Linked DNA regions of Mus musculus: regions 1 and 2 are each linked to region 3. The links are chromatin contacts, called in public promoter capture Hi-C maps. All regions are on one chromosome and are shown on one strand. The core of a region is the stretch at or near the end of the contact, and the rest is flanking DNA. Distances in the headings are between cores, read along the strand shown. Region 1 holds the start of Renbp (renin binding protein). Region 2 overlaps Mecp2 (methyl CpG binding protein 2). Region 3 holds the start of Ubl4a (ubiquitin-like 4A).

Region 1 (3,353 bases), core at 813-3,312, 440 kb after region 3:
CCTCAAGCTTCTTCATTGAGCAGCTCCAGGAGGATTCAATGCCTCTGGCCTCCATGGACAACCCACCCACACAGACACATGCGTACATGCATATAATTAATATAATTAAAAATATTTTAAAGGAATATATCAGAAGTGCTTTGGTGCAGCTTGAAGCTGGATGTGATGCAACACACTTGTAGTCCCAGCCCTGAGAGGTGAACGCAAAGGAGCAGGAGTTCAAAACCATTCTTGGTTAATAGAGTTCAAGGTATCCTGTGATACATGAGACCCTATTGCAAACAAACTAGCAAACTGAGCTCCTGGGGAGAAAGGCATCATAGCTTTGCATCACCCTATTCCCATGAGACTCAGGGCCAGGGAACCACCCATTCTATCATACCAATGCTCTTAACTTGGCTGAGCTTGAAAGGGATGATATGTGTGTAAGAGAAGCTGGGAGACAATGAAGATGGATAAATACAGCTTAAATAACAGCATGCAAGCTTTCCTGGATACAGAGCCAAGGTCCCTGGGCATGACCTAGGCTAAGGGTAAAGATGAACAGAGCAGCTTCAGCAGATACTTAACAGACACTGAGATCAGGCTTATTCCTAAACACCATAAAGATGAAGTGTTTCAGGATGAAAGAGCCATTCTACAACCTGCAGAGCCACCCAGTAGCCATAACCTGGAAAGTAGCAGTCATTGCGAAATGAGTCAACACACAGCTGGGAAGGGGCAGGTAGCACAAGAACATAACCATATCTAGAAACTGAATTCTTTTTACTGACCAACTCCCAAAGCAGCATTGATGAGTCAGGAAGTCTAGTTACTTTACACTCCTGGGTTGCAGTCCATCATTAAGAACATGTTCAAGGAACTGGAGTGATGACTCAGCAGTTAAGTGCACTGTCTGTTCTTCCAGAGGCCCCAGGTTCCATTTCCAGAACCCACGTGGAGACTCACAACCAGCTGTAAGTCCAGGTCCAGAGGATCCAATACCCTCTTTTGGCCTCTAAGGATACTGCATGCATGTGGTGCACAGACATACATAGAGGCAAAAGCAAAAGCAAACAAAAAATAAACCACCACCACCAACAACAACAACAAAACACTGAAACATAAAATAAAATGACAAAAGAAAATGCAGGCAGTGGTGGCTCACGCCTTTAATCCCAGCACTTGGGAGGCAGAGGCAGGCAGATTTCTGAGTTCGAGGCCAGCCTGGTCCCCAGAGTGAGTTCCAGGACAGCCAGGGCTACACAGAGAAACCCTGTCTCGAAAAAACAAACAAACAAATAAAAAAAGACAAAAGAAGGGCTGGTGAGATGGCTCAGTGGGTAAGAGCACCAGACTGCTCTTCTGAAGGTCCGAAGTTCAAATCCCAGCAACCACATGGTGGCTCACAACCATCCGTAATGAGATCTGACGCCCTCTTCTGGAGTGTCTGAAGACAGCTACAGTGTACTTACATATAATAAATAATAAATAAATCTTAAAAAATGTTTTAAAAAAAAGACAAAAGAAAATCAGAACAAGTACCTCTGGCATTCTGGTTGAAATTCTCACTCCACAGAATTCTGCTGAGCAATGAGGGTGCCCAGTGGGTAGCAAGAATGGGGAACAGATTAACCAGCCTGTCACAGAGCCAACCTATACTGTGTACCTAGGAGGAAGGGCCAGAGAGCTGGAGGATGCCCACTCTACTCTGCATGGTTATCACCTGTTTTTCCAGAATCATCCTTGGGGGTGAAGTATCCAGCAACTGGCAACCAGGGCTAATGGTTGTAAATTACTGGACTCAGACAGCTGAAGCTAAAGGAAAGGGCTTGCCGACAATATGGGGTCACAGGGTCTCAGGATTCAGTCATTCCAGGGGCACCCTAACTTCACAATCTGTTGAGATCACCAGCCTCAGCTGCCAGGCCCAGATTCAGTCTCCTACCTACTCCCTCCTCATAAGGCCAGACTTCCTCACCCAGTTCCCACCAGGGGGATCTAGAGCTTGACTGCTCAGTCCAGGCCTAGAAGAGCAGAAGGCGGGGTTTGAAACCCCGCCCTTCGTCCCGCCCCCAACTCGGGGCCCTTCGGAACTCTGAAGAGGATCAGGTGGGTGGGACACTGCTCGGTCAGCTGAGTGATAGTCACGGGATCGCGACCAAGTCTGAATTCCTGGAGGAAAGCAGATGATGGACCTAGGACTCCTAATGTTACAGGTATGTGGTAGTGGATGGTTCCAACTAATGGTGGGGTCAGAAGCCCATTGAAGAGGTGGGAGTACTGTATCCTTGGCTCGAGGCCCTGTGGTGGTGGGGTGGAATCAAGTAGCTCTGGGGCCTACTCGAGTTGGTTCAGGAAGTCCCTGTGAAGGAAGAGCTGTGCTTCCCTGCTCTGCCCTGATTCACTTCACAGGACATGGAGAAGGAACGGGAGACACTGCAGGTCTGGAAGAAGCGTGTGGAACAAGAGCTTGATCGTGTGATCGCTTTCTGGATGGAGCATTCCCATGACCAGGAACACGGGTTAGCTATCCTGCCATGATCCTCCTAGGGCCCCCCTCCCCCTATCTCACTTGGAGGTGACACACAGATCTACTGACCTGAGGAGAGTAGTGAAGCTATGGAGAACGGCTCTTTCCTTCACTTTCTGACAACACTTGTCTCACAGGGGCTTCTTCACATGTCTTGGCCGTGATGGGAAGGTATATGATCACCTCAAATATGTTTGGCTGCAGGGGAGGCAGGTCAGTTTGCACACTTAAGGTGTTCACACAACAATAGGGTATACCCAGGGATACTTAGGATTCCCTCCACCCCAGCTACTCCTCTCTAAACTGTGTTCCCTCACAGGTATGGATGTATTGTCGCTTATACCGCAGTTTTGAGCGCTTCCGCCGTGTTGAGCTTCTGGATGCAGCAAGAGCAGGTCCCCTCTCCTAGCCCTATCTCCCCAGGGGCTTCAGTGGGTTATGTATTCAATGTATCTAAAGGGCTCTAGAAGAGGAAAGGGACTGGCAGGTTCCAAGAGGCAGTATATTCAGAGTCCTTACCTACCATGCATACTTTCCAACCACCAGGTGGTGAATTTTTGCTGCGTTATGCCCGGGTGGCACCACCTGGCAAGAAATGTGCTTTTGTGCTGACTCGGGATGGCCGGCCAGTGAAGGTGCAGCGGACCATTTTCAGCGAGTGCTTCTACACCATGGCCATGAATGAACTGTGGAAAGTAACGGGGGAAGTGCGTTATCAGGTATGTAGGAGCCTGTAGGGGATCACAGGCTGTTGGACATGAGTGTACTCTAATGACAGGCCTGGGAACCTGCCACAAGACCCATTTACTCGTTTCCTACCATTTTGTGACCACATGTTTCC
Region 2 (3,572 bases), core at 447-2,946, 320 kb after region 3:
GGGTTGTTTTTGTTTTGTACTCTTCTGCCTCTTCTCAACTCACTGCCTGCCCTACGACCCACCAGGCTTCTTCAGAACAAACTGGGTAAATAAGACCACACAACCAGATGACATGTGCTCTGCTTTCAGTCCGCCAGGCTGGACACTCTTCTGCCTATCCCTACAGTACCAATATTTAGGGAGCTGCCAAGCTGTGCCATACTGTCCTTCTCTTTTTCCCATCTTTCCCTTGAGCCCTTCTACCACTGTCCTGAACCAAACACCCTCTTGAGGGTTCCTGTGACCTTGTAAGCTTTCCTATAGATACCTGGCTTTCACACAATCTCTGTAGTCAGATTGATCTCTCCCCTGCTTTAAACCCAAGGCCCCTCTAGTGTGAATCTTGCTTTTCTTTCTAGACTCTTCCCTATTCAGGTTAGAGTCCCTTTTCTCTGTACACCCACACCTCATGCCAAATTTGCCCCTCTTCCAACAGCAGCTGGTTGATTGTTTCCTATCCTGTGTACTTTAGAAACAGAACATTTTTACACCCATAGCTTCTATCTCTTTGTCTCAGCCCCTCTCATCCTGAAGGTGACTATATTGAACATGTTGACAACCTTCCTAGTGTCAGACTTTCCATCTCCTTGACCACCTCCATTCCAGTGACCTCAGGCACACATCCTCATACTCAAGGACTGGACTTTGTCATAACTAAAACCTGTTCCACCCATAGAGCCTAATGCAGACCTCATGATGACAAGGATTTCCTGTCTGTCCGGCTTGTGGTGTCTACTGCTCTTCCATGTCCCTGGGACTTCATTTGTATTCTCTCCTCTCATGAATCACACTTATCACCATAAAAATGTGTTTTAGAATTTCCTGCTTAGCTATGCAAACCTTCTTTAGCCTCTGTCTAATCTCTACTCTGTCCCCTTTTAATCAAACTCTCCCAGCATTCTCTGTTCATGGACCCTTCCCTCACCTCCTATAATTGGGTCCCTCACCTCCTGTAATCAACTTTATAAAGACATATAAACACTCCTGTGTTCCATGAATTGGCCTTATCAGTCTCCAGTGGACCTTCACATTGTTATGGCCAGTAACAAGTCGTCTTTTTTTGACATTATGTTCAGTTCTTTAGAAAACTGTTATCTTGTACCTCTTCTGTGACTCCACAGTCTCCAGGTAACATTTTGTGTTTGGAGAACTTCTCGCTCTACCTTAGGAGTTTGAGTGGAGGCCAAATAACTTCTATAATCACTGAAAATACCAGTTGCTTGTTTACGTAGCTTCTCTTCAATTAACATAGCAGCTGGTGAACCACATCCCTAGAGTTAGCTCTGGCTCACTGCCTGATTTGATTTGGTTTATTTGTGACAGTCTTGCTACATAGCCCAGATTGGCCTCTAACCTCTGATCTTGCTGCCTCAATCTCCAGAGTGCTGGAATTATAGTTATGTGTCACCATACCTGGCCTGCCACTGCTTGTTTTTTGCATATAAAATTCTACTAGAACTCAGCTCATCCATTTCTTTATGCATTGTTTTTGTCTATGTCTCTGCTACAGCTCATAAGTTGAATGATTATAATAAAGACTGTGTAGCTATCAAAATGGAAAAAAAAAAAAGAACTCCTGTGCAAGGATGTGGATCAGGCTCTGCCATCGTTCCCTCACCTGATAAGAGGAGTGGGCAGGCTGCCAGAAAGATGAGCTCCAAAGCCAAAGTTCTGCCCAGTGTTTCCTGCAAGCAGAGTTGCAGAGGCAAGGACAGCTGCCCCAGATCAGATTGGCAAAAGGACTTAGAGTGTGTCTACTTACTGAGTGATTTTAGGGTTAGGGTTAAAGAGACTCTTGTCTTTAAAATACCAAGAAGAGGGTTGGGGAGATGGCTTAGCAGTTAAGAGAGCTTGCTGCTCTTGCAGAGGACAAGACTTCAATTTATAGCACTCACATTAGGCAGATTTTGTCTCCTGTAACCCCAGCTCCAGAGAATCCAGTTCCAGCCACACATGCACAAACCCAAACATGGGCATATGTATAAATACATTTGTTATTATTTATTATCTTTAATCTTTTTTTTTACAGTCCAGTTTTTATCCCCCTCCCGATCCTCCTTCCTACAGTTCCTCATCCCATTCCTCCTCCCCCGTCTCCAAGAGGATGTCCCTACCCCATCAGGCCTCCCCACTCCCTGGGGCCTCAAGTCTTGAGGGTTAGGTGCATCTTCTCTCACTGAGGCCAGACCAGGAGTCCTCTGCTGTATATGTGTTGGGGTCCTCATATCAGCTGCTGTATGCTGCCTGGTCAGTGGCTCAGTGTCTTGAGAGATCTCTGGAGTCCAGGTTAGTTGAGACTGCTGGTCTTCCTATGGGGCTACCCTCCTCCTGAACTTCTTCCAGCCTCTCCCTTACAGGAGACCCTGACTTCAGTTCATTGGTTGGGTGTAAGAATCTGCATCTGAGCTGGGTGTGGTGGCTCATGCCTTTAATCCCAGCACTCAGGAGGCAGAGGCAGGCGGATTTCTGAGTTCGAGGCCAGCCTGGTCTACAGAGTGAGTTCCAGGACAGCCAGGGCTACACAGAGAGACCCTATCTCGAAAAAAAAATATCTGCATCTGTCTCAGTCTGATGCTTTTTGGGCCTCTTAGAGGGCAGCCATGCTAGGCTCCTGTCTGTAAGCACACCATAGTATCAGTAATAGTGTCAGGCCTTGGAGCTTCCCCTAGAGATGGATCCAAATTTGGGCGGGTCACTGGACCTCCTTTTCCTCAGTCTCTGAACTACAAGAAGAGGAGGAGAAACCTGTTAGAACACAGAATCAAAGGCCCAAAGGAAAGTGAGGAAACAGAAGTTGCTTATAATATAGGCTTCTCAAAAGCTAGAAGAGAATATCAGGTGCCCTGCTCTGTCACTTTCTTCTGCCTTTCTCCCTTGAAACATGGTTTATCAATGAGCTTCCTGAATCTGAATCTCAAAAGAAGGAATGAATGAGTGAGTGAATGAATGAATGAATGAATGAATGGAAAATGTTTGTATAAACAGTGATTCTGACATTTTCCCTCTTATCTCATTTATGAGGTCAGTCTGTGGGAAAGACACCCTACCTGAATCTTTTGCCTTTACCAAGTTTGTAATCTTGGCCTGATTTCCCAGTGAGTCCTAGAGTAGCCATTTTACCCCTGTTCTGGAGCCTTTCTGGCTACTTGATGAGTCTTCCCTAGCTCCTGGCATCTATCTTTTATGTTTACCAAAGCTTTTATTTTGGAATACCAACCATATCAGAAAAAGCAGCAACAGATGCTTTATGCAGGTAGAGTCTTATTGATGGCCCAAGTGTAAGCATGAACAAGATACATTGATGTTTAAGGGACATTGGATAATGCATGAGTGAGTGAGATGAAGCAACACATAATGTTCCTAAAAGTCTTACACTACTGGCATGTACTACCATACCCTGGTTCTAGGATCACTTCTATTTAAACCCACCACTAGCTACTGAGCATTCAAGAAGCATTTCTGCCACCCCACTTTACTTCTATCTAGTTCCAGAACATTTGAAGTACCTCTAAAGGAAAAGCAGTCTGGCAGCT
Region 3 (3,687 bases), core at 45-2,544:
TGAACTACTGTTACAGGTCATCAAGCCCTTCAGCTTTATACTTCTCCTGGGTGGCCTGTTCCTGGCCTACCACATGGGGGTCTTCATCCTAGTGGGAGTCAGGTTACCCATTGTACTGGTGGGTTTCACAGTGCCTCTTGTTGGCCTCTTGGTGGGCTACAGCCTGGCCATCTGCCTGAAGCTGCCAGTGGCTCAGCGACGAACAGTCAGCATTGAGGTAGGGGTGCAAAACAGCCTGCTAGCCTTAGCCATGCTACAGCTGTCTCTGCGCCGCCTTCAAGCAGACTATGCCTCTCAGGCCCCTTTCATTGTGGCACTGAGTGGTACCTCCGAGATGTTGGCTTTGGTTATTGGCCAGTTCATCTATAGCATCTTGTTTCCTGTTCCCTGAGCCCTCTGGATCAAGTTTTATAACTTCCAGCCCCCATACTCCTCTCTTCCCACAGTTCTTGTGTACCGTACCAAAGGCCTTTAGTTCTCATGCACTATGCACTCAAGACAAATCCAGGCTTATTTTTTTACTCCTTTTCGCCCCAGCTTTCAGTGCCAAAGAGGCCATGCTGAGTTAGATAGTTGGGTATTGCCCAGAAATATATTTCAATAAAAAAAAACCAAAAAAACAAAAGCAAGCTCGGGTCCCTTCCAGTCTGTCCCTTGGAGCCTGTGGATTGGGGTAAGAAGAGTGTGTCTGGGCGGATATGGGCCAGAACAGTGAACCAGCTTGGTGACCCTGCACAGAACCCACTTTCTCCTCCTCACTCTGTTTTGCACATGGTAGACATGTACCTTTGAGCTGTATCCTCAGATCTACAAAGGCTTTGCTCTAACAGCCCTACCTAACAGGGCAGACCTCTGCACTATAAGGAGTGAAGAGAGCACTACTTCCGAGCTTCAGTCAGGATATTTTTGCAGCCAGACTAGAAAGGAAGTAGAAAGCCATTAAGCTATGACAGGCAGGACTGGACCATTTCTGTATCTGAGAGACACCACCACGTGTTTGCATTGACTTGGTCCACCAGCAGGGTGGGAATTAGCACAGGCCGGGCCTGGAGTGAGGCTGACATTCTGGTCCTTCCTTTCAAGCCACAGCTCCCAGACTAAGCAAGCCTGGCCCCACAGGTACCTCACTTGGATCCCAGTGGGCGGGGCATCCCCACGTCCCCGCGCCATTAAGCCCAGGTGGTGGACTCTACCCAAGGCACGGCCGGGGCAGAAGCGAAGGCCGGGAGGCGGGACTGAAGAATGCGCAGGCGGGAGCCACGAGGCGGGCGCGCCCCTTTCACGGCTTCCGGCGGCGGCGGGCGGTTCCGGGGCGGCGGCGCGCGGCAGGGGACCGTTGGTGTTTGCGTTGGCCGTAGTGGACTGGGCCGTGGACACCATGCAGCTGACCGTGAAGGCGCTCCAGGGCCGGGAATGTAGCCTACAGGTAAAGTCACCCCGCAGGCTGCTGCACTCACTCCTGCCGCTGGGGGCCGAGGGCGGGTGGGGGAGGCCGGGAGAGCTGACCTCAGGAGGGGGTGCGAGGGCTTCACCGCCCAGGGAATTCGGGCTGAGCCCTTGCCTCTCCACCTCGGCCGGATCAGGTGGCGGAGGACGAGCTAGTGTCTACACTGAAGCACCTGGTCTCGGATAAGCTGAATGTCCCTGTGCGCCAGCAACGTCTGCTGTTCAAGGGCAAGGCCCTAGCAGGTAATCAGGGAAAGGAGCCATCCAGGGAGCTTTACAGAAAGCTGGGGGACGGGATGTACAGGCCAGTGTAGTGGATCGGGGCACTGGCTGCCACTGGACCTCAGAAAAGTAGCTGAGCCATCACCACCCCACCACCCCATAGCCAGATGCTGCAGTGCTTCACTCTGGCTGTCTGTGGCAGGATTGCTTCCCAGCCACCTCCACATCAGTGAGGAAGGAACCACACCAATCTCTCTTTGGCAGATGAAAAACGACTGTCAGATTACAACATTGGGCCCAATTCTAAGCTCAACCTAGTTGTTAAGCCTTTGGAGAAGGTGCTACTGGAAGAAGGGTCTGCCCACAGACTGGTCGACTCCCCAGCCACCCCCATCTGGCAGCTGATCTCCAAAGTCCTGGCCCGTCACTTCAGTGTAGCAGATGCCAGCAGGGTCCTGGAACAACTACAGAGGGTGAGAAGAGTAATGCTGGCCCTCCATTCTTAATGTTTCTACCCGTCCCCTACCTAATGCAGCATACGCCTTCCCCACTGGCCTCTCTGAATACACTCGGTCTTCTCTCCTCAGGATTATGACAGGTCCTTGAGCCGCCTAACACTGGATGACATCGAACGTTTGGCCAGCCGCTTTCTACACCCTGAAGTGACTGAGGCTATGGAAAAAGGGTTCTGCAAATAGCATTCTGGGATTGTGGGGAGAAATCCCAGGTCAGGCCACAGCTGCATGTTGCATTAAATGTGTTCTCATGTCGCAGTTTGGCTCATAGTGATAATAATAGCTGGTATGTATCCAGCTCTTGCTAGGTGCTAGGTACTCAAAGTACATGGCCTGAGTTCTCTTCTGCCTCCCACAGCAAAGTTGAGGCTGCACTGTAGAGACACCTAGCAATGGCTTGGGACAGACAGGGTCCAAGTCTAGCCAGCCTATAGAAGTGCCTCTGTAGGAGAAAGAGTGTGCTGTTTTCAGAGATGGGTCTTAGTATTCCCATTTAGCCCACTCAGCATACACCCTCAAAAGACTCCCTCAGGAAACCACTAGTTCCTGTCACCTGCCCTCTGGTGTGTCCCTTGGCAAATCTCTATAGGAGGCCAAGTGTTAGCTATCCAGGGCCCCTCCACTGCTGCAGCCAGTGTGCTCTTGAATAACAAGCAGGTTAAGGGGCTGGAGGATCAGAAAGATACCCCAGCTCCATCATAGTTTGAGTCATGTTTCTATGCCACTTTGGTCCCCAACCAAAGTGAATCTGTCCCATGTTAGGCACTCCTCTGACCTGAATAAGTTTCCTTTCTCCTTTATCAGTTCAAGGTGGGAGTCTTTGCTCTCATCACCTGCAGTTCCACCTTGTGTTCAGAAAGCAAAAGTGAAGTGATAGCCAAGCATGGGCCACTAGATGGAGTATCCTGGGCCTTTGTAGCATAGCTCTTCTCTGGAGCACCCTATTTGCTTGGCTCTTTCTGGAAGTAGGTCTCACCCATGAGGGACAACAGGTGACTCAGAAAGGCAGTGTCACAACTAGAACACTCTGCCTTGGTCTCCTTATCCAGTGCTCACCCACAGTATGAAATGGATGCTTCCTCTGCCACCTGTATACAGGGGCTTTTACTTTGCACACCTTCATTGCTTAAGAAGAAACTCAGGGTGCTGAGAAAGATATGTATGCTGAAGGCTGTGATTCCTCTTTTTATTGTACCTATGCCTGGGTGCTAAAGGTCATGTAAGGACTAGTTCCTTTGAGGAGGACCCCCTGGGAGCAGTCAAGCTGGAAGATAGCTACCTGCAAGACACTACTGTCCCTCTACTTTTGCCAGGAAAGCCACTCTACTATGAATGTTATTGGGGCTACACTTGCCTTTCTTGCCCAAGGGCCTCCTGCATAGACCTTGTCGGTCAAATCTTGAGTCCTTGTACAGAAATGATAGAGGCCTGAGGGGGTGTGCAGGTGATAGACCCTGGTACTCCTAAGACCTGGGGTATCATATCAGGGACCTGCTTGTGAACA

The links. Promoter capture Hi-C pulls out the DNA fragments that hold promoters and counts their contacts. Capture Hi-C pulls out chosen DNA fragments and counts their contacts.
Region 1: a contact with region 3 is called in a promoter capture Hi-C map of adipose tissue. The contact joins the promoter of Renbp here to the promoter of Ubl4a in region 3. A contact is called at or near these places in 2 of 39 promoter capture datasets (liver and pre-B cells), 1 of 484 Hi-C or Micro-C datasets (natural killer cells), 4 of 115 datasets of contacts at active chromatin or transcription factors (embryonic forebrain, embryonic stem cells, memory CD8 T cells and 1 more) and 3 of 9 other capture datasets (adipose tissue, liver and macrophages).
Region 2: a promoter capture Hi-C map of liver shows a contact between it and region 3, with 2.7 times the contacts expected there. The contact joins the enhancer-like site here to the promoter of Ubl4a in region 3. A contact is called at or near these places in 3 of 39 promoter capture datasets (liver and pre-B cells), 1 of 115 datasets of contacts at active chromatin or transcription factors (bone marrow-derived macrophages) and 1 of 9 other capture datasets (adipose tissue).

What each region holds. Positions count from the first base shown.
Region 1 is chrX:73,929,559-73,932,911 of GRCm38.p6, reverse strand. Renbp (renin binding protein) reads left to right here and starts at 2,062. Exons shown (of 11, transcript NM_023132.3): 1 at 2,062-2,198; 2 at 2,395-2,504; 3 at 2,650-2,725; 4 at 2,832-2,907; 5 at 3,059-3,231. The coding sequence starts at 2,169.
Region 2 is chrX:74,043,400-74,046,971 of GRCm38.p6, reverse strand. The region is part of intron 2 of Mecp2 (methyl CpG binding protein 2); the gene reads left to right. Among named protein-coding and RNA genes, the nearest start is that of Mir718, 21 kb to the right of the region's middle. Within about 2 kb of position 1,696, at least 12 of the 459 cell types and tissues checked have an H3K27ac peak or open chromatin away from gene starts, as enhancers often do. A contact at or near this core is called in liver, where this site is marked.
Region 3 is chrX:74,366,155-74,369,841 of GRCm38.p6, reverse strand. Ubl4a (ubiquitin-like 4A) reads left to right here and starts at 1,294. Exons shown (of 4, transcript NM_145405.2): 1 at 1,294-1,426; 2 at 1,584-1,689; 3 at 1,933-2,141; 4 at 2,256-3,687. The coding sequence starts at 1,379. The coding sequence ends at 2,366. Gm44504 (predicted readthrough transcript (NMD candidate), 44504) reads left to right here. Exons shown (of 6, transcript NR_103489.1): 4 at 1,084-1,426; 5 at 1,584-1,689; 6 at 2,256-2,395. It overlaps Slc10a3 (solute carrier family 10 (sodium/bile acid cotransporter family), member 3), which reads left to right. Exons shown (of 3, transcript NM_145406.2): 3 at 1-625. The coding sequence ends at 391.